Linked DNA regions of Mus musculus: all the other regions are linked to region 1. Evidence: chromatin contacts called from public Hi-C, HiChIP or PLAC-seq, Micro-C and promoter capture Hi-C data. All regions are on one chromosome and are shown on one strand. The core of a region is the stretch at or near the end of the contact, and the rest is flanking DNA. Distances in the headings are between cores, read along the strand shown. Region 1 holds the start of Rab5c (RAB5C, member RAS oncogene family). Region 2 overlaps Cntnap1 (contactin associated protein-like 1). Region 3 holds the start of Tubg1 (tubulin, gamma 1). Region 4 holds the start of Coasy (Coenzyme A synthase). Region 5 holds the start of P3h4 (prolyl 3-hydroxylase family member 4 (non-enzymatic)). Region 6 overlaps Atp6v0a1 (ATPase, H+ transporting, lysosomal V0 subunit A1).

Region 1 (4,665 bases), core at 811-3,310:
AGAAGCAAGAGGGGAGGTGGAGAACAGCCTTAGAGAGGAGGGACTTCCTCTCTGGAGTGCCCTCCCTAGCCCGGCAGATCAGCAACGGACTTCTGCTGGGCCGCTACAATTTCTGAAAGCCAGAAGTGGCTGCAGAACCATGCAGAACTCTAGTGCCTCCTGTCTCACAGACAGCTTCTCCGCAAAAGGGCGCTTTGGAGTCAGAGCTGGAAAGATGTCCGGACAAATGCCAGAAACGCCCATTAGAAGGTTCCCTTGCTTCAGCTAGAACCCCAGGAATCACAATCCACTCCTTGGAAGGTAAGTCTAGCAGAAACCAATCCCTGTAAACAGGCAGGGGTCACTGGCCCTCTCCCTCAGAGGCACATGTTGAACAGATCAGAGAAACTAGGCTAGCTGAATCTCTGAGCCCACAGAGAGAGAGAGAGAGAGAGAGAGAGAGAGAGAGAGAGGATTGATTGATTGTTATACTGACTGAACACCGGAAACTGTCCAGAAGTAGGTTGGAAAGATCTCAAAGCAAAATGTTTAGCCTTTGTGTAGTAAGAAAAGCATCTTAAGTTGATCAGATCTCAAAAAACCAAAAAAAAAAAAGTTGATCAGAGATGCCCAAGGACTGAATGGCTTTCCCACTCTTCCTCCACTGCAAGACAGCAAGGGTCAGCTGTGGCTTCAGAATCAGGCTACTCCTCAGGAAGGCAGTCTCTAACCTGTACTTTGGCCGCATAACAAGAGAACCTTCCAGCTTGGTCAGAGATACCAGCCATTTCACACACTTAAGTCCCAAGGAAAACACAAGAATCCTGTGTCAATACAGTAGGGGAACTGGCACTTTCCAGCACACATAAGCAATTCCTTTACGGACGAAAACTATACCTGCCACGGTGATGTGGACTAACTGCTCTGTGAAAAAGTCCAAGCCAAGAGGGGAGTGGAGACTCTGGTGAGGAATGGACCTGTTGCTCAAGTGTATAGTGGTGTGTGATTCAGGGTGGTTAAGAGATGGTGCCTCAATTTCACACTACTCCTATTTGGTCTATTCTCCACCCCTATAGATAAGCAGGCAGCAGTCTCTCTAAGGAAACCACTCACATGCTCTGGAAGGACAGGGCTGGGCCTGAAGCAGGGGGGAAGGAGGAGGGGAGACAGAAGATAATGAATGGGCAGATCCTCCCTGATCTGTGATCTGTCCCTAGGATTGAGCAGAGCTCAGCTAAATTCTTTAGAGGCAGGAAGACGAACACACACTGAGAGAACTTAAGACAGGGCTGGGGGCATAACGTGCAGTCCAAGGAGAAGGCTGCCATTCCGTCTAAGTGACCCAGAATTCAAACTCTGCTGAGGTCCTCGTAAGCTCAAGAGGAAGTAAGGAACTGTAAGCGCGCAAAAACACTTCTGTGCGTGTACAACACTCTCATTCCGACATCCCCCCCCCCCCATCCCCGCATCTCCGAAAGGAAATCGAGATAAAGATAATTTCAGGGCTGCAGGGGGACAACTGGGTTTTTGGTTGGGATTGGGGAGTGGGAGGCGTAGAACACAGGAAAGGAAAACCAGGAGAGACAGCACTCTCCGTCACCTCTAAAAGAGAAGGGGGACAGGTTCCTTCGCACCTGGTAAAGACTCTTTGATTTTGAAAGCTGAGGGGGTGGGGAGCGGAACTTAAGAGTCCCTCTCTCCCACAAGTGGACTGGACAGGCCAGAGGAGAGCCTCAAAAGACTCCCAAAGGCTCCCGAAGGACAGGTTAGCGAAGGAAAGAGGAGCTCCCCCTTTGGCCTGACGCCCTGGTGAGCCCCTAAGAGGGGGCTACGGGTCGGGGGAGGGGTCAGTGTCCCCCTAAGCTAAGGTTGGGCAGGAGGAAAGGGTACCCCAGGGAGGCTACCACACAAGTGAGACACTGGCCCTGGGACAGGCACACTCACCGCGGCTCCGGGCAGCAGCGTTACTTTGGGCCGGGGCTTCCACAGACTCCGCTCCTCTCCCCCCCACCCCCGGCGGTGTCCCAGGCTCCGGCCTCCACTTCCGCCTTTCAGCCGCTCCGGATCCGGATCTTCAGCTCTGCCCCGCCTCTCTATATTCCCAGGTGACTGACAGAAAGAACAGACCAATGGGAGACACTCCGATCCTACCCACAATCAACGCGGGAAAGGAGGGAGAGTGCGCGCGAGGGATGGCGGGACTTGTAGTTCTCCGCACAGGGAGGAGCCGGGGGCTGCCTGGCACTTGGGTTTTGGGTGGAACCGGCTGCCGGTGGGGCGGAGCCGGTCCAGGCCTGCTTATCGCGTCACTGCCAGTTCCAAGTGCCGCGAGGGAAGGCGTGTGGCTGAGCTTTCCAAGAGAGCAGACAGAGGGCTGTTCATGCAGAATTGAGAAAGGAAAAATATGATGTTCACGTAGCCGCGCAGACCGGTCGTGTGCCCTCGGCAACTTGGAGAAGCCAAGCCCGCCCAGGAGGCTGATTGTTGAGGACATTCTATTATAGGAAAGGCGATGGAGTCAGGTGTAATGGCTCGATCCGAAGGCAGAGGCTTGCAGATCTCTGTGAGTAACAGCTAGGGTTATGTAGTAAGATCCTGGCTTAAAAAAAAAAAAAAAAAAGAAAAGAAAAGAAAAAGAAAAAAGAAAGAAAAAAAAAAGGTGATGAAATCTCTGAGAGCTCTATAGAATGGGCTCTCTGGGGGCTAGCGAAACGGCTCGACAGGTGAAGATGCTTGCAGCCAAGCCTGACTGAGTGCCGTGCCCAGGACTCACATGGAGTAAGACAGACTCCCACTAGTTGTCTTTTGACAACCACCCATCCACCCTCCCTCCCGCTAAATACTTGAAGAAATGTAATTTTTTTTTTTTAAAAGAAGGAGTTGTCTAGAGGATACTAAATGGTTGAAAAGGAGACCTGCTGCTGCCAAGGGTTGCTCTCACTCTCTCTTCCTTTCACATGGGCTCTCACTATGTAGTCCTGATTGGCCTGGAACTTACTTTGTAGATGGGTTGTATTTGAATTCACAGAGATCCTCCTGCCTCTACTTCTGGAGTGCTGGGATTAAACACATGTGCAACCACCACGACAGACTAAGCTTTCTTTCTTAGGCTCTGTTCCCAAATATACCAGACCCCCTCATCTCCCTCACTCTGCCCCCAGTCAGAATTAGCGCTCCTTCAAAGACTACCTGTGTTCTCTCTACCCGTCACTATAGATGAAAACCACTAACCCTTCTACCACAGGTCAGTTCTGTTTCTGTTGCTTCTAATTCCTTCTGTATGAATTAGGACCACTTTTTGTTTGTTTGTTTTTTGTTTTTTGTTTTTCGAGACAGGGTGTCTCTGTGTAGCCCTAGCTGTCCTGGAACTCACTTTGTAGACCAGGCTGTCCTCGAACTCAGAAATCCTCCTGCCTCTGCCTCCCTAGCGCTGGGACTAAAGGCATGCGCCACCACGCCCGGCATGAATTAGGACCACTTCTGTTTAACCTCATCCTCCAACACTGGCCTCTTTCTGCATCTCTCTCCCGGGGATACTACTCAAAACTTTTATAAAATCAAAGCCCACCCCCAGAGACCATGTAATGCCTAGGGCATGGAACAGCATCAGTCATACCCTGAAAGTTTGAGCTGAAGAATAGACCTGTCTGGGACAGCCTGCCACAAAGCTGTGCCCACATCCAATTTCATCTTTATCACCAAGGTGCCAGTTTCCTACAACATATGCACCATATGACATGCACAGACCTACACAGAAATGTAAGCTAAGAGAAGACAGAGCTTGGGAGAGTGAATTCTTAGCAGGTTCTTAACTGGTGACCAGCTCTTTTCTCCACCGACCTGCCCACTATAACAACACTATACCTAGCTTAATATCAAATACCTATCCAGGAAAGAAGAGTTCCTTATTCAGGAGGGTAAGAAAATTCCTGGTATTTCTTTCTAAGGCTAGAGAAATGATCCTGATCAGACGTCTCTCCCACATAGTGTGTATTTGTGGTTGTAACTGGGTGGTAGGGAGGAAGGAATGTAACAGGCCCTTAGCGACTCATTAAGGTTTCTCCCCTTATCCGAGGAGTCCCTGGTGGCGTGAACATGGTGCCAAGTGGATTAGCTGGCGCCTTTGCCCTACCTAGAGACAGCAATAGGGCCCTGGGGTACAGTGGGGTGTGTCTGCTTGCGTTAGCTCTTTCAAAGCCCTGGGGCTCTCAGACTAACCCCCAGAAACAGACAGAGTCAAGGTCTACAAAAATATATGGATTTATTTTTTTTTTATCCAAAAGTGCGCCTGGGTGGGGCATTGAGTGAGAAAGGAGGGCTGGAAACCAGAGAGGGCTTGGGAGTTGCCCAGACCCTCCCTGAGGTTGAGACCATGTTGGGAGGGAGGGGATGCAGGTTTGGCTGATGTTGGGAGGTGGGACCTGCAGAAGGGTAATGCTAGAATGCTTTGAGCTGCTGACAGCAGAAGGAACCACCTTGCATGACAGCCTGTAGAGAGACAGAAACAGATGTTGACAGGCCCAAGTCAAGAGTACGAACAGACATTATTAGGACCCCCTTGGCGCCCACTCTAAGACAGGGATTGCAAACTGAAGAAAACAGAGGGACCAAACAAATAAGGCAAGCCAATTGGACATTAAGAAATGATCAACAAGCAGGAGACTGAAGAAATGGGGACTATTTCAG
Region 2 (4,665 bases), core at 1,600-4,099, 450 kb after region 1:
AAGACGGTAAGTGCTCCTCGGCTCTCTCCCTGCAGGTGCCCAGGCTCCCACAGAGATTGACTAATGCAAAGATCCAGTCCTTTAGACGATGAGGGACTGTGGAAGCCGAGACAAGAGCCCATGTCCCTCCTCCCACCCCACAGGGACCCTACAGCTTCGGTATCAGTTGGGCACCAGTCCCTATGTGTACCAGCTAACCACCCGGCCAGTGACTGATGGTCAGCCCCATAGTGTCAACATCACCCGGGTCTACCGAAACCTCTTTATCCAGGTACAGGTGGAAGGGATGGGCCAGTTAAGTCATAGCCTCACCACCCTGGCTATGGCACCAAGAAAACGTCTAATGATTACATATCTGAAACACAGCTCAGTATACGAGGGATTTTCACATGTATCACCTCTCATGACCCTCACATCAGCTCTGTGAAGTAGGTGTGGCTAGAAATTACACTGAGGCCGGGCAGTGGTGGTGCATGCCTTTAATCCCAGCACTCGGGAGGCAGAGGCAGGCGGATTTCTGAGTTCGAGGCCAGCCTGGTCTACAGAGTGAGTTCTAGGACAGCCAGGGCTACACAGAGAAACCCTGTCTCGAAAACAAACAAACAAACAAACAAGAAATTACTTTGAGCTTCACTTTACAAACCAGTAAACAGGCTGGTAAGCAGAAGGTAAAGTGTCTTCCGCAGTCAGTCTCGTAGGGGATGCTGACGTAGCTTAGTCGACACAGGGCTTGTCTACTAGGCATGAAGCCCTGGGTCCCATCCCCAGCACTGCACAGACATGTCATCTCAGTATGTGGGAGGCTGGGGCAGGAGGAACAGAAGTTTAAGATCATCCTTGACTACATGGCAAGTCTGAGGCCAGCCTGAGCTACATGAAACCCTGTATGAAAAGGGGGTGCTGGTGAGATACTCAGTGGGGAGAGCCTGATGACAGAGTTTTATCCCTCGATCACATTGGAAAAGGGGAGAAATGACAGTCACGTTGTTACCTGAACTCCAGACAAACTGTGGCACTCCCCATAAGAAATAAAGTGTAGTTGGGTACAGTAGCTCAAGCCTTTAATCCTAAGCCTTGGGAGGCAGAGGGAGACATGGACCTCTGACTCTGAGGCCAGCCTGGTCTACACTGAATTCCACGACAGCCAGGGCTATGTAGAGAGACCCTGCCCTCCCCCAACCCCACCCCCACCCCCACCAAATCAAACCAGAAATGAAAGTCAACCTACCAGCAAACTGCAAAGCCAAGGGTCAAAACCAGATTGAGTCAGGTGTCAAATCCTAGCTCTGGGCCCAGGGGTTTGTTCGTTTTTGAGCAAGGCTAGTTTGGGCAGAGTGAATCCCTTCCTTGGTCTTGGCTGTGTCCATCCAGGGTTTTCCTCCCTCCCTCCCTCACTTCTACCCTAGGTGGACTACTTCCCGCTGACAGAACAGAAGTTCTCTCTCCTGGTGGACAGCCAGCTGGACTCACCCAAGGCCTTGTATCTAGGGCGTGTGATGGGTAAGCTGCTTGTGAGGATGGATCTGGGGAGAGGAGCAAGCAGAGAGTGGGGAAGCAGAAAGAGCAGCGAGGGTAGTGGGAGGGGAATGGAAGAGGGGCAAGGCTTCTCTGGGTGAACCCTGATACCTCTTTCTTGGCCGCCTCTCCCTCAGAGACAGGAGTCATTGACCCAGAGATTCAGCGGTACAACACCCCAGGTTTCTCAGGCTGCCTGTCTGGTGTCCGGTTCAACAATGTGGCTCCTCTCAAGACCCATTTCCGAACCCCTCGGCCCATGACTGCTGAGCTGGCGGAGGCCATGCGGGTTCAAGGAGAACTGTCAGAATCTAACTGTGGAGCTATGCCACGCCTTGTCTCTGAGGTGCCACCAGAACTTGATCCCTGGTACCTGCCTCCAGGTGAATCCCTAGACACAAGTGAAGATGGGGGTGGGGTGGGGTAACAGTGATGGGAAATGGCTCTGAATACAGAGGCAGCGGCTCTTAATCAGCCTTTCCTCCTCTTTAGATTTCCCATACTACCATGACGACGGATGGATTGCCATACTCTTAGGTTGTAAGTAGCACCGACCATGAACCCGACTTCCTAAGACCACCTCGCTAGCATCCTCCCTGGCTCCTGTCCTCAGAAGTGGGGTGGGGGGAGGCATTAGCTGTGAGATGGCAAGAAGGCGGCAGGGACAGGTTATGCTGACATCAGTATTTAGCTGGGGGAGGACTAGGCAGCTATAAATTTTTAATTGAGATGAAATATTAAAATGCAGCCCCAGTTACAGGATGAGGAAAAATAGAAATGTAGTAACATCTAGAGAAATAAGAAATTGGAGAAGCCATCAGAGATAGGGAAAGGGTAAAGTGGACAGTGGATAAGCCAAGAACTCAGACATTCTAGACAGAGCCATGCCTGACACAGTTATGTTTGCTATACCCGGGTGAACATGATGCTTTGGCCGAGCGTGTATGTGTGTACCCCGAAGGCCTTCCCTAAGCTGTTCTTTTTCTTCCATTCAGTTTTGGTGGCCTTCCTGCTGCTGGGGCTTGTGGGAATGCTGGTGCTGTTCTATCTGCAAAATCATCGATACAAGGGCTCCTACCACACCAACGAGCCCAAGGCCACCCACGATTCCCATCCTGGCGGCAAAGCTCCCCTCCCTCCCTCAGGCCCTGCCCAGGCCCCTGCCCCTACTCCAGCTCCCACACAGCTTCCAACCCCAGCCCCAGCCCCAGCCCCAGCCCCAGCCTCTGGCCCAGGCCCCAGAGACCAGAACCTCCCCCAGATCTTGGAGGAGTCCAGGTCTGAATGAGTCACAAGGGCTTCAGGGACCAAGGCCAACTCCTCTAAGTCCCCTCAGCTCCTGCCTTCCCCCTCCCTTGCCAGGGACATTTGGCTCTTCTAAGCAGGCTCTGTTCACCAGGAGGATTCCCCTCTTGCCAAGTTTGGTGCGCAGAGCTACAGATGGGACCAAAGGGAGTGGCCGAGCCTCACTGCCTAAACCAATGCCCTGCTCATCCCTCTACCCCCCCCCCCACCCGCCCCCAGCTCCAGACTGTTTGCCTGCCCTACAGGAGAAAGCCCATGATGCTGAGACAGGCCTTTCCTGCCATCTCTGTCCCAGCTGCTGGCAAGGATTAACAACGAAGGGCAGGGGAGATGAACTGCCTCCCTTCCTGTGTACACTATCAGCAGGGACAGATGTGGGGGATCGAGAGGCTGCTAAAACACACCCTGGAGCCTCCCCTCCTCCTCCTGCCCTGCTGACCGGCTGTCTTCCATCTGCTTCCTCTCAGCTGGGGCTGAGGGAAGAACTTCACCACCCCCACCCCCACCTCACTCAACCCTTTTTGTTCTTACAGAGACAAGAGGCCTGCCTCAGTTTAGCACTTTAGTACCTCCACTGCTTCACTTGCTTCAGCCAAAGCCATAAAAAGCCTGCCTGAGTAGAAAAGATAATGCAGATGCCCTGCCTAGCCAGCCCTCTACTCTTCCACCCCTTTTCAAAATATGCAATAGCCTTGGTGCCTGTGCGCAGGCCTGGCCCTCTCCAATGCATGAGGAGCCCTCCCCCCTCTGCTCAGAAATGCTGCTGCGTTTACCCAGGAGGTCATATTCTTTATATATATTTCTTGTTGCAGAGTCTCTCTCCAGAGAACTATATATTACTCTAATTTTTTAATTATCTGTTTATATATAAAAGAACTCAGTGGGCTGTCCTGTGCTATGCCCAGTTTGTAGCGAGCTCCTTCTGTGTTTGATGTCTCATGAGTCCTGCCAGCCACTCACCCACGTGCTGGGCCTCCACTCTAGTGCAGGGCAGAGCCTGCTGTGCCCTCAACTGAGCAGGTTCAATAAAGCAGCGTGGCAGAGCCCCGTCTGTGCGTGGTAGCTGACATCCTGGCCAAGGAACTAATGAAGTCTTAAGGGAACTATTCTGAGAGCTTGGAAATTTCTAGTCCTCAAAACCTATGCGTATAAGCCAGGCAGTGGTGGCACACAACTTTAACCCCAGCATTCAGTAGGCAAAAGGCAGGCAGATCTCTGAGTTCAAGGCCAGCCTGGTCTACAGAGCTGACTTCCAGGGCAGCCAGGGCTACACAGTTCTCCAAAAACTAAAAGCTATTCCACCTCCCGGGGGCTTCACCTCCCACCCCGCTCCCAGAGGATGGTGGGGGTCAGAGCGCTAAAGCTTCTACCCAACCTGCCCCCATGCCACCACCTTTTATGCTTCCAGCCCAAGCACGGAGGACACAACTTGCCAAAATGGAGTCTTAACACTTTATTAGATAAGAGGTCACAAGCCACAGGACTTTAAAGTGCAAGAAATTTACTGGCAATTAAGCCGCAGGTACGCCAGTTCCCCACCAGTCCACAGCACCTCACTTTATCTACCACGTGACGTGGGGCAGAAGTGGAGAGGAGGGGTGAAACCCGTCATTAAAAATAGAGGACAGCAGGAACCAAGAGTGGGCGGCTGGAGCGCATGAGTATTATTGGCCTGAACTGCGGAGGGAGGGGCTGCCAGTGATGCCTGCTGAGGGAAGGCTGAGCTCAGTCTAGAACCGACATGTTTTAAAGCATTCCTCATGACCAGCCCCTCCTCCACCAGTCTCTGGTTTCCCAGAGACTGAGTAATTCAGAGCCTATCGTTAGGCTGGAGGGTATCCCTGA
Region 3 (4,665 bases), core at 1,284-3,783, 380 kb after region 1:
ACTATGTGCCCTGAATTTGGAGGACTTGGGAAAAAAAAAATTCTTTCAGAGAGAGAGAGAGAGAGAGAGAGAGAGAGAGACAGAGGGGGGGGGAGTGTGTGTGTGTGTGTAAGTCAGGTGACAGCTTACAGAAGCTGGATCAGGGCATCAGGTTTGGAGGTAGGCTCTACTACGCTAAGGTGGACTCCAGCACTCAGGTGACAACTTTGTAGTATCAAGCTAATCTTCTGACTCATCAAAAGCACCTCAGCTTTTGATAACGTCATTATTCCTAATAAATAATATAAGAAGTACTTCAGATTTGTTGTTTCTGACCTAACTTAGTGATACTTCTTCAATTCGTTGAAAATCTAGTCATTCTTTACTCTACTAAGTGAAATGACAACACTCACAAAGACACTACTGAGGAGTGAACTGTGTTTAGCCCTCAAAGAAATTCATTCTCCCAAAACAATTCTATAAGTGCCAATGTCTGACTACTTTAACCCGCTTGGACTTTAATACTATCTGTACCCCTCCCAAGGTATGAGTCCCCTCTATAAATGACAAGCTCAATTGTTTTTTAAGTCTTAGGCCACACTCACTTTGGTGGATCTCTCCCCCACCTCCTGCATTGTGGCTACACAGCAGGCATACTACCCGGAAATGCCAGAGATAGGGATCAGTCACAACTTAGCACAAGAGGGGTTCTGAGAAAGATTCTAAACGCAGACTTAGCCTAAGTAAACACTATGGTACAGCATGGTGGCCAGTGTCAATAGCCCCAATCCTCGGGAGCTGGGAGCAGGAAGGTCAGAAGTTCAAGGCCTGCTCTGTGGAGAGGATATTTGGAGCCAAAAAAGAATACACTGTTGAGGACCAGCAAATCTGTTGCAGCTTTGAAATGTGTTCCAGAGCTAGAGAGATGGTTCGGTGGCTAAGAGCACATACTGCTCTCCCAGAGAAGTTCAGTTCCCAGCAACCCCCACCTATCTCCAGCTCCAGGGGGATCTGATGCTTCTAGCCTCTACAAGTACCCACAACTCCTCACGACCACCCCATCTCAGGACCACACCCCTATACACATACACACACACAGGCTTATTCAAAGAGTCTCATCTCTTCTGGTTGTAGAAGCCTCAGTGATATGTCAGTTCCCTTGGAATTTGATCAGTACTATGGTTATTAATAAACCCAAACCATGGTTGGTAGACTCGATGAAGCCCAAACTCCTCCTAGGTGCTCTCATTTTTTCCAGAGAATGAAACACACACTTTAATATAAAGCCACTTGTCCAGTGAAAGAGAACTCAACGGCTCTCAGACAGCCTCAAACTCCTTGAACCACAGCTAAGGTCTAATTTTTGGGGGGAAGCGTTGCAATCCTAAGTGGCTCTGAAACAGATGAAAGATCACCACTGTTTTTTAATTTTTTCCTTCTTAATACATCTACTTTTCTTTCAAGCTGAAACTCCACACAAACTTCACCAACTTGACTGGGTGAGACGGTATCTAACATGCTAATAATCCATGATAACCGGCTCAAGCTTGTTTTCCTCCTCACACCCAGGGATACCCTTCTGCCTCTCCTCCCATCATCGTTAAGTTAAAACCTCTCGGAACCACCACCCTGGGGCAAGCAAGAGAAACGGAGGAAATGGTCTCGAAGTGAAATCACTTTCTCTCGCTAACAAGAGGCACCCCGGCTTACTGCGAGCGACACGGGATGGTACCAGATTCTCTGGCGAGTCGTGGGGGCAAGTGGAGAAGACCAGGAAGGCCCTGCGAGCACCCGGGGTGCCAAAGCCTGGAGGCAGGCGGGATGCTGGGGAAAGTGAAGCATTATCAGGCAAGTATCAGAAGCAGCCAGGGCGACGAAAGAAGGCAGGACAGGGCAGGTGAGAGATCGACACCCCCCCCCCCAGAACAACCTGAGGAATTCCCGCCTAGTAGGGTCAGTGAGGGTCCGGGTGTCTCACCAGAACGCCGCGTTCAGCCCCAGGCACCACAGGGCGCTCCTGGCCGGCCGCTCCCACACCAGGGCTGCCTGCACCCGGCTCAGCAGAGGCTCGTAAGGGCCCAGCACCTCCACCAGGGTCCGCTGCGCCGCCTCAACCTGCTGGTCGCGCTCCCAGGAGCCGGACATAGCTCGGCGGCCCCTGAAAGCCAACCCCGAAGCTGGACCCGGGGCCGCGGCCACCCCTTCAGCCTCCTCCATCTCCCCTTCAGCAGCCACAACATCCGGGGCCACGGCCCGGGAGTCACAATAACACCGACTGCGCAGAAGCACGATTTGGCTGCGGCCGGGCGGAGAAGGGGCGGGGCGGGGCAAGTGCCGGAACGCCCACGCGCGCATGCGCAGACGCTCCGGTGCGCATTCATCAGACGGAAGAGAACACTGCGTCGAAATGCGTTCCCGGCGCTGAGCGCGATTCGGAGCCGCGCACGCGCAACTCGCACGACTGAAGCCCGATGAAGGAGGAAATTTCATCTGCAGAACCCAGCTCCCATTGGAGCGGAGAACGATTAGGGGTGGAGCGCATTGTCTGGCGCCTGCGTCTTGCCGGCGAGCGCGCTAGCGGTCGGCGGTGTTGCTGGCGGGAGAGACTGCAACGCCGATGTCTGAGGAGCGATGCCGAGAGAAATCATCACCCTACAGTTGGGCCAGTGCGGCAATCAGAGTGAGCGAACCTCCCAGACCCTCTGCCTCCCAGGTTCCTTAGGTGCAAGAGGCCCTCGCAATAAGGTCATAGCTTCGGTCTGTCTGCAGAATCCTAGTTCTCCCCCACAAAGGCGATTCCCAACCCTGTGCCCAACTGCCTAAAGCCAATGGACCTTCCCCTGTCCAGTCATTGGCCTAGACACTAGGGAGTCCCAAGGCTAATCTAGATCCCTAGACCCAGGCGTTCAAATCCCCCACTGGCTATTTGGAACCTACCCAGACTCACGTATCTTTTTTCTTCACCTTCCGCCTCCCTCTCTTAGTTGGGTTCGAGTTCTGGAAACAGCTATGTGCCGAGCATGGCATCAGTCCCGAGGGCATCGTAGAAGAGTTCGCCACGGAGGGCACTGACCGAAAGGACGTCTTTTTCTACCAGGTGCTCCCCCAAGTGACTTGACCAGGACCCTGGCGGGACTGGCAGCGCGATCTGGTGCTGGGAAACTCTGAGTGGATGGATGGGAACAGAGTGGCTATCTTGAGGGAGAGCCTGCAGGAGCCAGAGTTGGGAGGCTTCAGGACTTGACCCATCCTGGCTTCCCTCTGACAGGCAGATGATGAGCACTACATCCCCCGGGCTGTGCTGCTGGACCTGGAGCCCCGGGTGATCCATTCCATCCTAAACTCCTCCTATGCTAAGCTCTACAACCCAGAGAACATCTACCTGTCGGAGCATGGCGGAGGAGCTGGCAACAACTGGGCCAGCGGATTCTCCCAGGTCATTTGCTGTTCCCCTGAAGGGCTCTCAACTCTGTGGGTGGGCACAGGCCCTGTGGTTTTTCTACAGATGAAACTAGGTCAGAGATGTTCGAGTGCTGAGTAAGATAGCCATGGCTCCAGGAGCTAACTGGAACGCTAAGGACGCAGTCTAGCTAGTGCTTTGTTGCAGGCCATTTAAATACTTTCTGTGTTATCTTTGTAAACCTCTGACTAACCCTAGAAGTAAGTACCATGGGTTTATGATATTTTATCTACTTCTTCAGACTCAAAACAAAACTCTGAAATCAAAGATATTTCAAACTTCACTTAGCAAAACCAATGCGCAATGGAGAAGGAAGGCTATGTTGATGTATCTCGTTACCTTATTGTCAGCACTCAGGCCTCTCACTGTAGAAATGTCTGATAACACACCTCCAAGCTCCACGGCTGTATCAGTACTGTTTATTTGGCAGGTTCTAGGAATGTGCTAAACATCACATACTAGACAAACTTAGATTGCTGAGCTATGCATCACATCCACAGCCTTGACGTGATCTTTTTGTTAAATATGAATATTTATTTATTTTGAGAAAGTTTCTCTACTTAGCCTTGGCTGTCCTGGAACTCACTTTGTAGACCAGGCTGGCCTCAAACAGAGATCCACCTGCCTCTGCCTCCTAAATGGCGAGGTTAAAGGTGTGCTCCGCCATTGCCCAGCTAATATGCAATTTATGATTGTATGCCCAAAACTACCTTTCAGAACCTGAAGAATTTTGATTTCTAAAAATATCTGGTCCTGTGGATATTAAATGGCGAAGTGTGGACCTGTGTTTTACTTTTAGTGAGGAAACAGATAAATCTTCCTGAAGTCAGATGACTAGGTGGGCATGAGCTACAGTGGTAGAGATGGCTGGACATGTAGTTCAGTTGGGAGGATACTGGTCTAGTATGTTCGAAGCCCTGGCTTCAGTCCTTAACACTGCATAAAACTGGGCAGAGTGGTCCGTACTGGCAATAGACACAGGAGACGCAGAATGTCAAGGTTATCCTCAGCTAAGCAGAGAATTTGATGCTAGCCTTGGATACATGAAACCCTGTCTCAAAAAAATAAAATAAGTTGGGCAGTGATGGTACATGCCTTCAATCCCAGCATTTGGGAGGCAGAAGCAGAGGCAGGCAGATTTCTGAGTTTGAGGCCAGCCTGGTCTACAGAGTGAGTTCCAAGACAGCCAGCACTATACAGAGAAACTCTGTCTTGAAAAAAACAAA
Region 4 (4,665 bases), core at 1,413-3,912, 340 kb after region 1:
CCACAGACACGCGCTGCTCTTCCTGCTTCAGCTCTTCTTGACTGCAATGCGAGCCCCGCAGCCCGCGCTGCGCTACTTCTCCACGAACCGCTTCCTACCCCTGGCCCGAATGCGCACAGAGGATCCCAGTGGCAGCAGCTATGTCGCGGCCATGCACCAAGAAGCCTTCTCTAATCTGCAGACCCAGGAGAATGCCAAGGCTGGGGCCCAAGTCCCGGGGGTCTCGGACACGGCCTCCAGCGCCCTCATTTGCCTCCCTGAATGTGCAATCCCTAGGGTGGCATCTGAATTGGGGTGGTCTGCATCGGATAAACCGGGTCAGGACAATTCATGTTACCAGCAAAAGATCTAAGCCAGCATCTCTTTTTTCTTATTTTAGAATGAGTTTTGTTTTAAGACAGGGTTTCACTATGTAGCCCTGTGTTGCCAGTAACTCATAAAGACCCACCTGCCTCTGCCTCCTGCGTGCTGGGACCTTAGATGTGTGCAACCACACACTTCTCAGAATCATTTGAAATAGTGCCAGCATCTTCATGGGTCAAGATAAGAGGGCTGATATCCAAGGTGCTAGGCTAAGGGTTTTTTTTTTCCTTCCAATAAATTTATTTATTATTATTATCATGTATCATGTGGAGGGGGACACATTCCATCGTCGCAGTCACACAGAGTACGGAGATCAGGTGACAAGTTTGTACTCTCTCCCACTACAAGGTTCAATGATTGAACTCAGGTCTTCTGGATTGAACTGTAAGAGCTTCTAACCCATAAGCCAGCAAGTTGGGACAGGCTTTAACAACCACCACCGATTTTTGTTGAATAGCGTTGAATAGCTGGCCTTGAAACTGCTATGTTACTAAGGATGACTGAAATGTCTAATTCTCTGTCCTCTCCTTGTGAAACTAGGGCCAGGCTTGTGGTCCCCACCACTAACACATAATCATGTGTTCCCATGTATATGGGCAGGTGTGTGTGTGTGTGTGTGTGTGTGTGCATGTGTGGAGATCCACAGTTAAAGTCAGGAATCTTGAGTTGCTCCTTATTTGTTGACCCGGAGTCTCACTGGACTTGGAGCCTATGATTCCAGCTTGTCTAGTCTAACACCTTGGCCCCAGGATCCTAGGTCCCTGTCTGCCTAGTGCTGGCATTACAAGAGGACACGAAGGGAAGACCTGGGTTCTGGATATCTGAATGGGGTTCTCTGGGCTTTATCCATGTGCACCTGAATCCTTTCTCTTTTTCATCTGTATACCCTTCTGATCTCATGACCTCCTTAAAAGCTTCATTGATAGTTGTTTTTGTTGTTGTTTCTTTGTGTTTGTTTTTTTGAGACAAGGTTTCTCTGTAGCCCTGGCTGTCCTAGAACTGAAACTGTAGACCAGGCTGGCCTCAGATTCTGCCTGCCTCTGTCTCCCCAGTGCTGAGATCAAAGGTGTGGGTCACCAGTGCCTACACTTGCCGTCTTTTAACTGGTTCACTTTCCCTGGTCTGTGATTGTATTGATTTGTCAGGTCTTTGCTGTTTTCCTGAGCTACCCAACCTGAAAAAGTAACCCTTGCACTCCAGCCTGGGTCTTTCCATCTGATAAATCTTCTTTACTGTCTGATCACCACCAGATGTACTGTGGACTTATTATGTATTGACACCATCCCAACCCCTTCACGCATCTACTTCAGGGAACTTTGTTCTCTGTTCTCTCCTTTTTACCTAGAACAGTTCACTAAATAGACACTCATTGACTAAAAGCAACACTGTGTGGGCTACACGGTAAGATTCTGTTTCAAAACAAACAAACAAACAAATACAAAATGTAACTGTGCCAAATGTAAGACTAACACATGTTTTGATTCCCTTAAACGCCTCTCTAAAATCCAGTTTGAACTGTCTCCTGCAAGAATCTTGATTCCTTAACAAATTAGTTACTTTACAAGGCCAGATTTCTGGACCACAGCACAAGAGTCTCCTCTCCTCCTGTCTGGCTGCAGCACTCCCGCCCTTCCCAGTCCAGGGCCTTGCTAGATAATTCAGGCTGATCTCAAATTTGCAGCGATGGTTCTGGGATCGCACATCAGCGCTCGGCCCTTTACAGGAATCTAGAGGCTAGTTTGCTTCCTTTTTCCGCTATCTCCGTGGATTTGAGATATTTTCTGATGGGCGTCTGGCTTTCCCTTCACGTCCGCCACTACCAAATTTATTAACTCTCCAGTCCTCACTAACTTCTCCGCGAATCCGGACCTCTAGGTCTTCTTCCTTTTCCCCCACCCCGGGGCCAGATATCCCCGAAGCGCTAATGAACTATCCTTGCAAACCTAAGCACGGGGTTAGACGACGCGCAAAGAATTCTATAGAAGGCACCAGACTTCGCCTCTAGGTGTCCCAAAACACTCAGAAAACCAATTTCCTGTGTGTGAAATGGGGATGTGGGTAGAGATATCTAGTAGCATCGCTGGGAACATTGGCTCAGAACAAGCACAGCAAAGCGATCCGACTGTTCCCGATCCTGGCTTTGCCACCTCCTCCTGGCAAACTGGAAGAAGCAAACAACACTGGGAATCCGCGAAAAGGGCTTTGCAGCTCTCTCTGCTCGCTTCGTCTAAGTGGATTCGGTGCCAGGGTTTCGCTCAGCCCGGAAGCCTCTGCCCTCGGCCCCGCCCCGCCCCGCCCCGCCTCGCCCCGCCCCAGGAGTCTCTCGGCGATGCTTTGTTTGATTGCTCTGAGTTCCCGTAGCTCCACGCTTTGAGGCTGGTGGGTAGTGCTTCCGGGCTGCAGCCTAGGACGCCTCCACGGCGGTGTAAGTAGAAGCAGAATCCCAAGAACTCACTGAGTAGGGAAGCAGCCCGAGCCACAGCGTCCCCTCTAGTCCCTCGCCTCCGAGTCTTCGCAGATGGCCGGTTCAGCCTAACAAGAGGGGCTGGGATTCCTGAAGCCCCAGTCCCATGACTCAGGGGTTCCTGGCGGGTTCCCCCTGCCAGGATTCCGGTTTCTATCAGCGAACGCTCCCCTGCCCTGCTCCAGGTCCCTCTTGAGTCCGAGTTCCCCTACAGGCCTCGGCCTCAGCCTGCCTAGTCATTCTCGCTTCGTCTCCCTGACTGTCTGCAGGCCTGGAGAGCATGGCCGTGTTCCGCTCAGGCCTCCTGGTGCTGACAACGCCGCTGGCCACCCTGGCCGCACGCCTGCCTCCCATCCTGACCTCGGCGTCCCGCCTGGTGAATCACACCCTCTATGTGCACCTGCAGCCGGGCATGAACCTGGGGGGACCCGCTCAGCCTCAGGCCAGCCCTGTGCAGGCCACATTTGAGGTTCTGGATTTCATCACGCACCTCTACACTGGTGCCGACCTGCACAGGCACCTGGACGTCAGAATTCTACTGACCAATATCCAAACCAAGAGCACCTTTCTCCCTGTGCTGTCCTCAGTCCAGAATCTGGCCCACCCTCCAGAAGTGGTTCTGACGGACTTCCAGACCCTGGACGGGAGCCAGTACAACCCTGTTAAACAACAGCTAGAGCGTTATGCCACCAGTTGTTACAGCTGTTCTCCACAGCTGGCTTCTGTGTTGCTGTATCCGGATTATGGAACTGGAGAGCTGCCTTTGGAGCCCCCGAATGCCCTCTTACCCTCTACTATAAGGCCGGCTTCCCCGGTTGCCAGATCTCCAAGGCAGCCTGTGCGTGGCTACCACCGTGGGGCCGTGGGTGGCACTTTTGACCGCTTGCACAATGCCCACAAAGTGTTGCTCAGTGTTGCATGTGTACTGGCCCAGGAGCAGCTTGTGGTGGGAGTAGCTGACAAAGATCTGTTGAAGAGTGAGTGAAGGGACCCTGGACTAGGGCAATGGAAGGCAGCCTTCACATTTTCTTGTTCTTCCCCAATGCCAAGATCAAGGAAGGGTAGGGCCACTTCTCAACCTTCCAAAATGCCACAATGTCTGACACTCTGTTATTGCTAAGGGACGTTTGTTTGTTAAATGAATACATGTGGTATCTTTAGTCTGGGGTTCAGTCACTTTTTAACTGAAGTCAGAACTTCCCAAATGGGAACCAAGGACTCTGCACTTCATGGTTGTCCAAGTGATCGGCTCGGAGGTTTGAAACGCTGAAGATAAATGGATAGGAGATGATTGGGGGTGACCCAGTACTGCCATCAACAGTGAGGGGACTCTAAGAATATAGTAGTTCTTGGGGGTTCTCCACCAACTGATACCTATTGGTCCTGCTGCTCTGTAGGCATTTCTTAACTTGTTCTTGGAGTACACGTCAGCTCTCAAAGTGACTGATGCTTGTTTTCCCTTCTGTACCCCCAAACCTGTCCCTGTCTCACCCTTTCTTGCTGCCACTGCTTGGGAGGATTTCAGTGCTATGGGACACTCTTCCCCAAATGGGGAAAGATCTCACCGTTCCTCGCTCCTTCCTCAGGCAAGTTGCTCCCCGAGCTGCTCCAGCCGTATGCAGAGCGCGTGGAGCATCTGACTGAGTTCCTGGTGGACATCAAGCCCTCCCTGACCTTTGAACTCGTCCCCCTGCTGGATCCCTATGGGCCTGCTGGGTCCGACCCCACCTTGGAGTTCCTGGTGGTCAGCGAGGAGACCTACCGTGGGGGGATGGCTGTCAACCGCTTCCGCCTTGAGAATGTAACTCCCGAAGGAGCCTGGCAGAGGGGCTGGGAGG
Region 5 (4,665 bases), core at 1,485-3,984, 320 kb before region 1:
AGACGCCTCTCAGAATATGTGCTGGCTCCTCACCCCGCCCAAGCGAACATAACCCAGCAGGCCCTGGGTGTTGCCCTCGTACCAGGCAGTGTGAGTCACTGACACTCTCAATCAGTTGGGTTTTATAGACAAAGGATTGGAAGCACAGGGGGATTAGATAAACTGCTTGTGGCGATACTGCTGAAGAGAGAGACGGCTGTTGGGGGGAATTACAGGCCCTCAGCATCTTTGCCAGTCTTCAGGAAGAGTTTCCTGGTCCCTGACCTCGGCCCCTCTACTCACAGCTCTTAGCCCTTGAAGTGTTACATCTCTGAGTTGTAGGAACTCTGGATTGTCCCAGCCTAACCCCAGGTGATGGCAGGACCTCCCTGTGAATCCCTAGTCACGGGGCTAGTAGTCTCTTGTCCTTTAGAAACCTCAGTTTAATCTGAAGAATGGGTCTAGGAATGTCCTTGGCATGATGCTAGTGGGGCAGTGCTGAGCAGTGTCGCCGACCTAGTCTACCGAGAGGGGCCTCTGACTCTTTCTTGAGGCCTCTCACCTGCCTGGGTTCCTTCCCATGTCGCCACCACCCTTAGCCTCTCCTCCCCTTCTCCGGAGTCTTTCATCTGAGAGGCACATTTTCATGCTTCTGGGAGCCATCCCCCCACCCCCGCCGTGTACTGTCCTCTCCTACCCACTAGTGTCACCCCTTTACCCAGCCCATCCCGGAAGCTCACGTTTGTAGTAGGCAAACTGCAGGTAGTGATACATGGTGGCCACAAACTTGTCCACAAAGAAGCCACCTACGTTGGGGGTGAGATTGGTCTCACAGTCCACCTTGCACTGCAGGGATTCTGCGAAGAGATCTAGGAAGGATGCAGCCGTTAGGAAGCGATGTGTGCTAACCCTGATCCCTGGTGGAGACCAAGATCTGCTATGGAGCCTGCTTTCCTTGTCCAGAGTTCCTGGGTTAACATGTATGAAATGCTTGTCACACAGTATATTGTGCAGGCAAAGAAGCACTTGTTTCCTACTGCCCCGTAACCGAATCCCTGTCTGACATGAGAGAGAGAGAGAGAGACAGAGAGAGAGAGAGAGTGTGTGTTCTGGGAGAATAGGGGTCCTGATAATAGTTCTTTCTGCCTCACCGCTACCTCCCTTGAAGGGCCTTGTGGTCACGGATCCAAAGACTAGCTGTGGTTCCTCCACCCAGCCCTGCTTTCTGCACACACCTGCCTGGAGTCAATTCCTCATCTCCGTTGTTGTTCGAGACAAGGTCTATAAAGCTTCAGTTGCCCAGGAACTCACTCTGTAGACCAGGCTGGCATTGGACTCACAGAGATCAGTCTACTTCTGCCTCCTGAGTGCTGGGATTAAAGGCCTGTGCCACCGTGCCCTGTTCTTTTGTTTTTTGAGGCAATCTATTTCTCTATATAGCTGACCCAGAATTTGCTATGTATACCAGCATTTCTCTCATCAGACTGGAGACAGAAAAGGCCTGACTCGTGTGTAGCTTTGGAGCACTTTGCTAGACCTGTTGAATGCGGTCACCGGACATAGCCACGCATTAAGAGGCCTTAGAAGGCCTGGGAAGCCAGGGCACTGTGGGTGAGGGATACCTCACAGTGGTCTGAATGGTATATACCTGCTATCGCTGGGTAGAAGTCCTTGAAGTCTACCTGCTCGTGGGCCCCCTCACAGCCAGCTAGACACCGAGCAAAGACCGTCATATATTCAGCCAGGGCCCGCTCCATGTCTTCTGTGCTGCTGCGAAAGTCCCCGCTGTTGTAAAGTTTCACAGCCCGGAGGAACACAGCCTGGAGAGGTGCATGGCGGGGGTAGTCAAGAAGACCCCGAAGGCTCATAAGGTGTGTGTGTGTGTGTGTGTGTGTGTGTGTGTGTTGGGTGAAGAGGTTGTAGGAAGGTGTACCAAGGCTAGCCATCCCTCCCACTCTCTCCACACCTCGTAGGGCTGGGCCTCCAGGTCGGTGAGGGACTCATCTCCAATATCCAGCATCCCCCTGTAGTAGTTGAGATACTTGGCGGTCAGCTCGTGCTTGGGGTTCCTCTGGAGGAAGGTGTAGGCCGCAGCCACCGCCTTCTCCAGTCGGTTCGCCTGGTGAGGAGCGTGGGGAGTGGGTCAGTGGGGGCCTCGGACGCACCGCGGGCCTCACGTTCTAGGGAAACTCGACGGCGGCCCCGGCCGCGCCCACCTTGAAGTGCGCGTAGTGCAGGTACTGATAGGGCAGGCGGCTCTGGAAGTCGCGCAGCAGCTGCCGCGGTGGGTAAGGGACTTGAAAGGCGGGCAGCGTCTTCTTGCAGCGCCGCAGGCAGGCGGCGCGCTCCAGGACGTGACCGAAGAGCCGCAGCTCGCGAGCCCAGTCCTCGCCATCGCCGTCGTGGTCGCCGTCCGGGCCGGACGCGGGCCGAGGCTGAGAGGTGGCGGGGCCACTACAGTTGGCGTGGCAGAAGGCCTCGCTGTCGCGCAGCAGCCGGTGCAGCCGCAGCGCCGCCTCCAGGTAGCGCGCGCTCTCGCGCCAGCTTTCGCCTTCGTATTGCTCCAGAGCGTGGCCGTAGGCCGTGGCCAGTGGCATCAGGTCCTCCGGAGGGAATCCTCGGAAGCTGTATTTCTCGTACTGGGCCCCGGCGCTGCCCAGCAGCAGCCACAGCAGCCCCCACGCCCCGCGAGCCATGCCCGCACCGCGCCCGGAGGCTTACGGAGCAGCCGGCGACCGTCGGGCTCCAGCCAGCTCGGGCTCCAGCCCAGCCCACCCCCAACCCCCGGAGCTCCTGCTGGGTCTTAGCGCCGGGCCCTAGGCTAGAGCCGGGAGGCTGGAATGCCTCTCTAGGACCGTCAGTTGACGCTCGAGTCCACTACGTGGGCTGGCCCTCGACCACTAGCAATGCTTACACCACCACTGGCCCTCCCTGGCAGACACGGGTGGGTGGGGCTACGTTTCACGCCCAGAAAGCCCCTCCCCACAGCAGTGTCGTCCCCCCCCCCCCCCTTAAGTGCCACCTCTGTCCTTTGCGTAGGCAAAGTGGACGAAGTCACATAATCTGGTCTTTTTCTCCTCGAGTCTCCTCTGCTCCCCCTAGGTGGCCCGGTAAACACCCGCGCTGACGTCGAGGCGTACACACCTCTTGTTACCCCGCACACCTAGCACTGACACCATCAGCCTCCCGCCGGAGCAAGATTCCTGTGTCTTCAGTGCAGCCAGGCTTTTGCAGGACAAAACAACCTTTCACCTAGAGAACATTCTCCCTAACCCCCCTTTCCTCTAACCTTTCGCGGGAGGAGAGTTGGGGCGGGTGTGTGTGTGTGTGTGTGTGTGTGTGTGTGTGTGTGTAGAACTGAAATAGCCCTCAGATTACAGCCTCACCTGCACCAGAAGGGGCCTAGATTTGGGGTGCCAGGGAAAGCTAGAGATTCCTCCAACAGGCTTTAGGACCCAGAGACTCTGGAAAAAACTTTTTCATTTTGGAAGTCCACTCCAACTTCTCATCTTTCCCGAACCTCCCTCTGGGCCAGGCCCCGGGTCTCAGTCCCGGATGGAGTTTTGGGGGAGGGAGACTCAGAGATCTTTGTGGCAAATTCCTTGGACTCCAGAGACTCTCAACCTGGCCCCCACCTCCTAGTTCACCATAAAACATCACCCTGCCCGGCCAGCTCATTCTCCCCAGCCCCCATTCCACGTGGACCCGCCAGGGCGGGGTGGGGAGAGAGGACAGGAAGGGGGGGAGTCAGCTCTGAGAGGAGGGGGAAGGAGGCTAGCGGCTGGCGTCCGCTCTCACTGCCGGCGTCCCTGGTCTGGGCACCATGTTCCTTGTGGGGTCCTCCAGCCACACCCTCCATCGGCTCCGCATACTGCCGTTGCTGTTGCTTCTACAGACCTTGGAGAGGGGACTGGGCCGTGCCAGCCCGGCCGGAGCCCCCTTGGAAGATGTGGTCATCGAGAGATACCACATCCCTCGGGCCTGTCCCCGAGAAGTGCAGATGGGGGATTTTGTGCGTTACCACTACAATGGCACTTTCGAAGACGGGAAAAAGTTTGACTCCAGGTAAGAGCTTGGGCACTCCCGGACTCAGCACCACTTTCCTGAGCTTCCAGAGAATGTTGCCCCTTCTAAGGTTTGCATTCCTGTAGTGCTTTCATAATCCTTTGCCACAAACAGCATCCTGGGGAGAGCACCTCAAAGGATGCCTCCTATCTTCAATACCAAATTTTCAATTCCTAAAATATTCCCGCCCCCGCCCACGACCCCCTCCTAGCCCCCTGGAATATTTGATGCTCAGGTGAAGCGCCACATATACTTACCATAACTTAAACACAAATGGTACCCTGGCACGCAATCTTAGAGGGCAAAGAGACTGTGCCTACTACACGTAAACCCTGAAGTGAGTGGATGGATGGTCTGCCTGGTGCCGCCTCCCTTTGCACACACTCTGGCTCCCTGTCTATTTCTCTCTCCAGTTTTCTATGCCTTTGTGGTTGGAGACTGGAGAAATAACATTTCCTTGAGGGTGTAGGGCCCTAGAGCAGCTAGGGAGGGTCTTAAGCAGAGTGGGCATTATAATTTGGGGGTAGACCATAGCTGGTGCCGTGACCAAACTGTCCACGTGTCACAAAGTCTGACATGCCATCCTGGGGACTCTTAGTGCCTCCTTCTCCAAGCCTCTGG
Region 6 (4,665 bases), core at 1,236-3,735, 310 kb after region 1:
CTATACCTCTTAGCTCTGGAGAGTTCAGTAATGATTCCATGCTATAAAGGATAGAATTTGTAGGGCTAAGTGCCTCAGGCCTGTAACCTGAGCACTCAAGCCTGGGCTACCTAGTGAATTCCAAGCCAGGGTGAGCTACATAGTAAGATCATGTCTCGAACAATTAGATGAGTAAAGGGGGCATAATTTAGAACTACCATTTGATGGGACACTTACTGGGTTTGTCCTGGTGCCAGCTCATTACTTAGAGAAATAGTCGTAGACCAATAAGGATCTATTGTTTGGGGGGAAAATGTGTGCTGCTGTTGGAAACAGTCTGTTTGACTGGTGGGCTTTGTTGTCTCTTACTTTGCAGAAAGGAATTCAGTGTTTCCTCATCGTGGTGGCGATGCTCTGCGTCCCTTGGATGCTTCTGTTTAAGCCGCTGATCCTTCGCCATCAGTACCTGAGGAAGAAGCATTTGGTGAGTGTCTGTCTGTGGCTGAAGGTTACTAGACTTTAGACTTTTTCCTCGCCTAAGATCCAGGCAGCGCCTTAGAGGATGTAATTAACTGTGCACACGTGCATGTGTTCCGTTATGGATTTGGGTTACATATGAGCATGAACCCCGGGCCTGCCAACGTCAGAGACACCTGGATCGGAGAGAATAAATCACTATGTTTTTACCTTTCCTGGTCGTGATTTTTGTCACGCTCTCGGCAGCAGAGGCCAGCCCTGGGCCCACACGTCTAGATGCGGCATCAGCCAAATATCAAGGTTAGGAGAGCTGCAGACAGTGAGCTCACTCGTGTGGTTTGCCTGGGCAGCCACAGGACTGACCCAAAGACATATTTTTTTTAATGAAACTATGACGCTTTCACCAACTGACACACCTGGAAAGGATCTGACTTAAAGCACACTGATTTTTTTTTTTTTTGTTTCTTCTTCTTCTAAGAAGCAGCATATATACACACAGGTGTTTACTTAACAGATGTGTGTATACCGACTCTACACACAGACACACAAAGTTAAGCTTGCCAAATGTTCGATACTGCGTGTAATTTCTGGCTATCCCATAATGCTTACTGCATTGCCCGGGAAAACCCAAGAGATCTTATTGCATGAGTCCCATGGCTGTGAGATGATCCCTCCGTTGGAGAGCAGCTGAGTTACAAGACCCTCCTTCTCCCTTTTCTGACCATCTTCATCCTTTCATGTGCCCTCCATTCGTCTCCCCTCCCTCTCCCCATCCCTCTCTCGTTCTCTTCTCCCTTCTTCTCTCCCATTCACTATCAGGAAGGGCAACCCGTGGAGGCCCCAGTCACACCAACCCCGAGCCAACAGGGACTAGAGGCAGCACCGGCTGCAACAGTGAGTCACTTAACTCCGACAAAGCAAAATGTTTGTTTAAAGAGGTGGCAGACAGTGCAGGTGAATTCTTTTTTAATGCTGTTGAGAGCGTGGCATGTGTGCTCACTGAGACCATGACAGAGGAGCCATCTGCCTCTTAGGAATAGATCAGGTATCGTTTTTACCATTGGCCTGCTAAGTTTCTGTTTGGTTGTGTAAGTACAATCCTATCTTCAGGAGCCAAGTGGCCCTCTTCGAGTCCCATCATCTTACTCCAAGACGGCAGCTTCTGGGCTCATCCACTTTTGTGTCTGTATCCTGTGATCGTGTGTGGGGTGGGTTTTCAGCATGGAGACAAGAGGGGCTTGGACTCTTTCATTGATGTCTTTGTTCTTTGTGCTTGTAAGCCCTTCTTTAAGGGATCCTTGTCCTTGTTTTGGGAGTTCAGTCTTTAGAGAAGGTCTGTATCTCTTTCCCTAACTGGGACACAGAAGGTCTTGTTTCTTCAGCTGATTTCCTGAGCCACCCTGCGTGCTGCACATCTGCCAGAGCCATCTGTCTAGACCCTCACTTCTTCTGTACCTACAATTCAGTGACAGCACTTTGAATGTCAGACATTTGACATCATTTTACCAGAATCTTAGAGTGCACTGTGTCTATGCAGCCTCACATCCGAGATTTTCAATCTCGCAGGTCAGGATTGTTCTGTTAGCATACACCGCTTTAAGGGGAATGCATGCTTATGCCAGACAAAATTTTAATCTCGCTGTGTGAAATTATTTTCAAGTTGAGGAACACACTGCCCAGCATTGATTTTCTTTCCCCATCATCTTTTCTTGCTTTGTCCTTGCTTTTTTCTTGCATTGTTCTCGATGCCTTTTGAGTGTGACTCCATCCTCCATGCTGAGCTCCACAGTAACCCCTCCTCATCTGGAAGCTCTCCCACTCATGGCGTCTGCTCAGCTGTGTCCCTAGCTGAATCTCTTGCTGGAGAGCAGCCCAACAGCATCAAGGTGACCACACTCCAAGAAGGACCCTTGACCCTTGACCCCACGTATCTGCTCCTGCTCTGCTTCTTGTCTCCTCCGTTGTCTCCTTGAGTGGCGTTGTCACAGCTCAGCATTTCTTTTCTTGTCTTTGCTGGTGTGTCTCTCATTTCCTTCCTGTAACTCTTGTTTCCTGAGCCGTGCAGGGTACTCGTCAGAGTCGGGTTAGGAGGTCTGACCTGTCTGTTCTCACTTCTTCTGGCTAGGGAAGTCTTAGGGAGATGGACTCTGTTTGGGGGATTTTGAATTCGGACGCTTTCCTCCTCTGCCCTGTAAGACCCAGGCCAAGATACAATGGAGTCTCCCCGCTCCGGCCCCATGCCCTTTATAATGCTTAAAGCCCCCCTTCTGAAGGTAGTTAGGCGACATTTGAGCCTGACCGGAAGTGCTTACTTCAGTGATTTCCCAGATCTGAATCACCTAGTAAACTTTGAACATGGGCATTAAAACAGGTGAGAGGAAGGAAAAGGCAAAAGTGACCCCTAATCCCATGAACTGAAGGGGGGGGGGGGAGAGAGAGAGAGAGAGAGAGAGAGAGAGAGAGAGAACTTTTATACTAACCAAGAAGTCTCAGTGCCCTGCCCCCTACCCTCCTCCTCCAGGACATTGTTATCAGGTGGAGTCTTTGCCTTCAGCACATATCTGTCATCTACTGAGACACAAGTAAACAATATGCATACCTAGAAGGAGAGCCATGTCTCGGGACCTATTTTAAACTGAAGCAATCTTCTGCCTCTCAGTGTTTCTTAATAGAGTTGTCTTCTTAGAGGCAATCTTTTTATGGTACCTAACATTGCTGGGTGTAGTGCATGCCTTTAGTCCCAGGCAGAGGCAGGCAGATCTCTGAGTTCGAGGCCAGCCTGGTCTATAAAATGAGTTTCAAGACAGCCAGGGCTACACAGAGAAACCCTGTCTCAAACAAGGTAGCTTCCGTAGAGCTCCTCCCGTGGCCTTTTCTGTGAGCCTTGTAAGACTGACTGATGCTACAAGGGGAGTCTACCCCAATAATAAATAAACCTTGGGGTCTGAACTGGCCAGCGAGTTGTAGTAAAAGAGGTTCCCCAAAAGCTAAAGCTAAGGAAGGGAGCCACAGGGAAGTTCCCAGCCCTGTCTCCACATTGTTCAAGCTTACTGGAGCAGTCACGCTGCAGGCAGGCAGTCCTCCAGCTTTGGGTTGATAGAACTCACAGGAAGTGGTCCAGGGGCTGCTTCCTCAGTCCCTTTCACTGTACCAGAACCCTCTGATGGAAAGGGATCTGCCTTACTTTACGTTTTTAAAACTCAGAATTCTTTAGCCACAAATGAGTGACTGTTAGGATGTTGTGATGTTTTGTTTTGTGTTCTTCCAAGACCTTGGGTAGCTCTTTGTTCCTACACGGGCCTGGTATATTTCTGGTAGATGTTGCTGGAACTCTTGGGCTCCTGTTGAAAGCCTGTCAGAGCAGGGTATACGTATCATGTCACCCACTGCCATCCCTACCCCCACACTGCACTTGGAAAGCCTCATCTTCAGTTCCAGCAACACTCAGGCCCTCTCAGACTTTACAGCTTAGCTGTGTTCATTGTGAGAGTGTTCATGCTCAGCTTCTCACCCATGCAGAACTCTGTGAGCATTGACCAAGGCAAGGTTGATTTATCTTGGTGTGACCGGAGGAGGTGGTAAAAGACAGGGCTGCCACTCGTGGGGTCCAGAGTGGTGGTGGTGGCTGGGGTGGGACAGTTACTTGTTTTTATGTAGCTTGTCCCTTTGGTGGCCACTGCTTCTGTTGATAGGATGTATGCCTTTCTGAGGATCGTATGAACTAACCATCACCCTTCCCCACCTCACAGAGTGCCGCATTAAAGCCCAGGCAAATACTGCTCTTTCTGTTCGTCTGTGTAGGGAACTCTCAACTTTGGTGGGATCAGGGTGGGCAACGGACCGACAGAGGAGGATGCTGAAATTATTCAGCATGACCAGCTTTCCACCCATTCAGAGGACGCAGAAGAGGTAAGAGCCGGGGGCGCGGGCTTCCTCTCCTTACCTTGGGCAGTCTAGGTCTTGTTTCCTAAAAGGCTTATTCAATCGTCTCCTTGAAGAATAAAACTACTAATGATTGGCCGCTGTCAGGCCCGCTCAGGACACCGCAGCTTGCCCTGTGGGGCCTGCTCTAATCTGTGGCCACAGAGCCCACCCAGCTTTGCTCTGCTCTTCTTGAATTCCTCGGGTCTGTGGTGCACTGCATGCGACCTCAGTGGCTAACTGCTCTCCACCCAGGCAGCGCCTAGCATCTCACCTCTTAGTAACCAG

Evidence for each region. Hi-C and Micro-C count contacts between places; a contact is called where the count stands out from the background. HiChIP or PLAC-seq counts read pairs in DNA pulled down with a chosen protein or histone mark. Capture Hi-C pulls out chosen DNA fragments and counts their contacts.
Region 2: an H3K27ac HiChIP or PLAC-seq map of epiblast stem cells shows a contact between it and region 1, with 2.7 times the contacts expected there. The contact joins the enhancer-like site here to the promoter of Rab5c in region 1. A contact is called at or near these places in 4 of 39 promoter capture datasets (the 3T3-L1 cell line, cranial neural crest, embryonic stem cells and 1 more) and 4 of 115 datasets of contacts at active chromatin or transcription factors (craniofacial prominence, embryonic stem cells, epiblast stem cells and 1 more).
Region 3: a contact with region 1 is called in a Micro-C map of embryonic stem cells, with 4 times the contacts expected there. The contact joins the promoter of Tubg1 here to the promoter of Rab5c in region 1. A contact is called at or near these places in 5 of 39 promoter capture datasets (cranial neural crest, embryonic stem cells, hematopoietic stem and progenitor cells and 2 more), 2 of 484 Hi-C or Micro-C datasets (both in embryonic stem cells), 4 of 115 datasets of contacts at active chromatin or transcription factors (the SCID.adh cell line, extraembryonic endoderm stem cells, fetal liver and 1 more) and 2 of 9 other capture datasets (adipose tissue and liver).
Region 4: a promoter capture Hi-C map of liver shows a contact between it and region 1. The contact joins the promoter of Coasy here to the promoter of Rab5c in region 1. A contact is called at or near these places in 17 of 39 promoter capture datasets (the 3T3-L1 cell line, the C10 cell line, the HPC-7 cell line and 12 more), 5 of 484 Hi-C or Micro-C datasets (B cells, natural killer cells, olfactory sensory neurons and 2 more), 18 of 115 datasets of contacts at active chromatin or transcription factors (the HPC-7 cell line, the SCID.adh cell line, differentiating embryonic stem cells and 8 more) and 3 of 9 other capture datasets (adipose tissue, liver and pancreatic islet).
Region 5: a contact with region 1 is called in an H3K27ac HiChIP or PLAC-seq map of extraembryonic endoderm stem cells. The contact joins the promoter of P3h4 here to the promoter of Rab5c in region 1. A contact is called at or near these places in 3 of 39 promoter capture datasets (the C10 cell line, cranial neural crest and neural stem cells), 3 of 115 datasets of contacts at active chromatin or transcription factors (embryonic stem cells, extraembryonic endoderm stem cells and trophoblast stem cells) and 3 of 9 other capture datasets (adipose tissue, liver and pancreatic islet).
Region 6: a contact with region 1 is called in a Hi-C map of double positive thymocytes, with 2.3 times the contacts expected there. The contact joins the enhancer-like site here to the promoter of Rab5c in region 1. A contact is called at or near these places in 10 of 39 promoter capture datasets (the C10 cell line, the HPC-7 cell line, cranial neural crest and 5 more), 1 of 15 datasets of contacts at CTCF or cohesin (large pre-B cells), 3 of 484 Hi-C or Micro-C datasets (double positive thymocytes, muscle stem cells and nephron progenitors), 18 of 115 datasets of contacts at active chromatin or transcription factors (the SCID.adh cell line, T-cell acute lymphoblastic leukemia, embryonic forebrain and 9 more) and 2 of 9 other capture datasets (adipose tissue and embryonic stem cells).

Annotation. Positions count from the first base shown.
Region 1 is chr11:100,736,155-100,740,819 of GRCm38.p6, forward strand. Rab5c (RAB5C, member RAS oncogene family) reads right to left here and starts at 2,061. Exons shown (of 6, transcript NM_024456.5): 1 at 1,924-2,061. It overlaps Kcnh4 (potassium voltage-gated channel, subfamily H (eag-related), member 4), which reads right to left. Exons shown (of 17, transcript NM_001081194.2): 17 at 4,224-4,467.
Region 2 is chr11:101,186,857-101,191,521 of GRCm38.p6, forward strand. It overlaps Cntnap1 (contactin associated protein-like 1), which reads left to right. Exons shown (of 24, transcript NM_016782.2): 19 at 1-6; 20 at 144-271; 21 at 1,407-1,500; 22 at 1,653-1,898; 23 at 2,008-2,055; 24 at 2,511-3,864. The coding sequence ends at 2,803. It overlaps Ezh1 (enhancer of zeste 1 polycomb repressive complex 2 subunit), which reads right to left. Exons shown (of 21, transcript NM_007970.3): 21 at 4,259-4,665. Among named protein-coding and RNA genes, the nearest start is that of Cntnap1, 13 kb to the left of the region's middle. Within about 2 kb of position 2,850, at least 160 of the 459 cell types and tissues checked have an H3K27ac peak or open chromatin away from gene starts, as enhancers often do. A contact at or near this core is called in epiblast stem cells and liver, where this site is marked.
Region 3 is chr11:101,117,584-101,122,248 of GRCm38.p6, forward strand. It overlaps Tubg1 (tubulin, gamma 1), which reads left to right and starts at 2,534. Exons shown (of 11, transcript NM_134024.3): 1 at 2,534-2,659; 2 at 2,964-3,076; 3 at 3,248-3,415. The coding sequence starts at 2,611. It overlaps Retreg3 (reticulophagy regulator family member 3), which reads right to left and starts at 2,258. Exons shown (of 9, transcript NM_026501.3): 1 at 1,958-2,258. The coding sequence starts at 2,196.
Region 4 is chr11:101,079,903-101,084,567 of GRCm38.p6, forward strand. Coasy (Coenzyme A synthase) reads left to right here and starts at 2,663. Exons shown (of 10, transcript NM_001305982.1): 1 at 2,663-2,788; 2 at 3,097-3,804; 3 at 4,414-4,628. The coding sequence starts at 3,108. It overlaps Hsd17b1 (hydroxysteroid (17-beta) dehydrogenase 1), which reads left to right. Exons shown (of 6, transcript NM_010475.2): 6 at 32-625. The coding sequence ends at 352.
Region 5 is chr11:100,411,982-100,416,646 of GRCm38.p6, forward strand. It overlaps P3h4 (prolyl 3-hydroxylase family member 4 (non-enzymatic)), which reads right to left and starts at 2,735. Exons shown (of 8, transcript NM_176830.3): 1 at 2,196-2,735; 2 at 1,946-2,098; 3 at 1,628-1,799; 4 at 720-848. The coding sequence starts at 2,675. It overlaps Fkbp10 (FK506 binding protein 10), which reads left to right and starts at 3,713. Exons shown (of 10, transcript NM_010221.2): 1 at 3,713-4,044. The coding sequence starts at 3,803.
Region 6 is chr11:101,044,161-101,048,825 of GRCm38.p6, forward strand. It overlaps Atp6v0a1 (ATPase, H+ transporting, lysosomal V0 subunit A1), which reads left to right. Exons shown (of 22, transcript NM_016920.4): 17 at 356-463; 18 at 4,258-4,365. Among named protein-coding and RNA genes, the nearest start is that of Mir6928, 16 kb to the left of the region's middle. Within about 2 kb of position 2,486, at least 32 of the 459 cell types and tissues checked have an H3K27ac peak or open chromatin away from gene starts, as enhancers often do. A contact at or near this core is called in the HPC-7 cell line, double positive thymocytes, pro-B cells and 1 more, where this site is marked.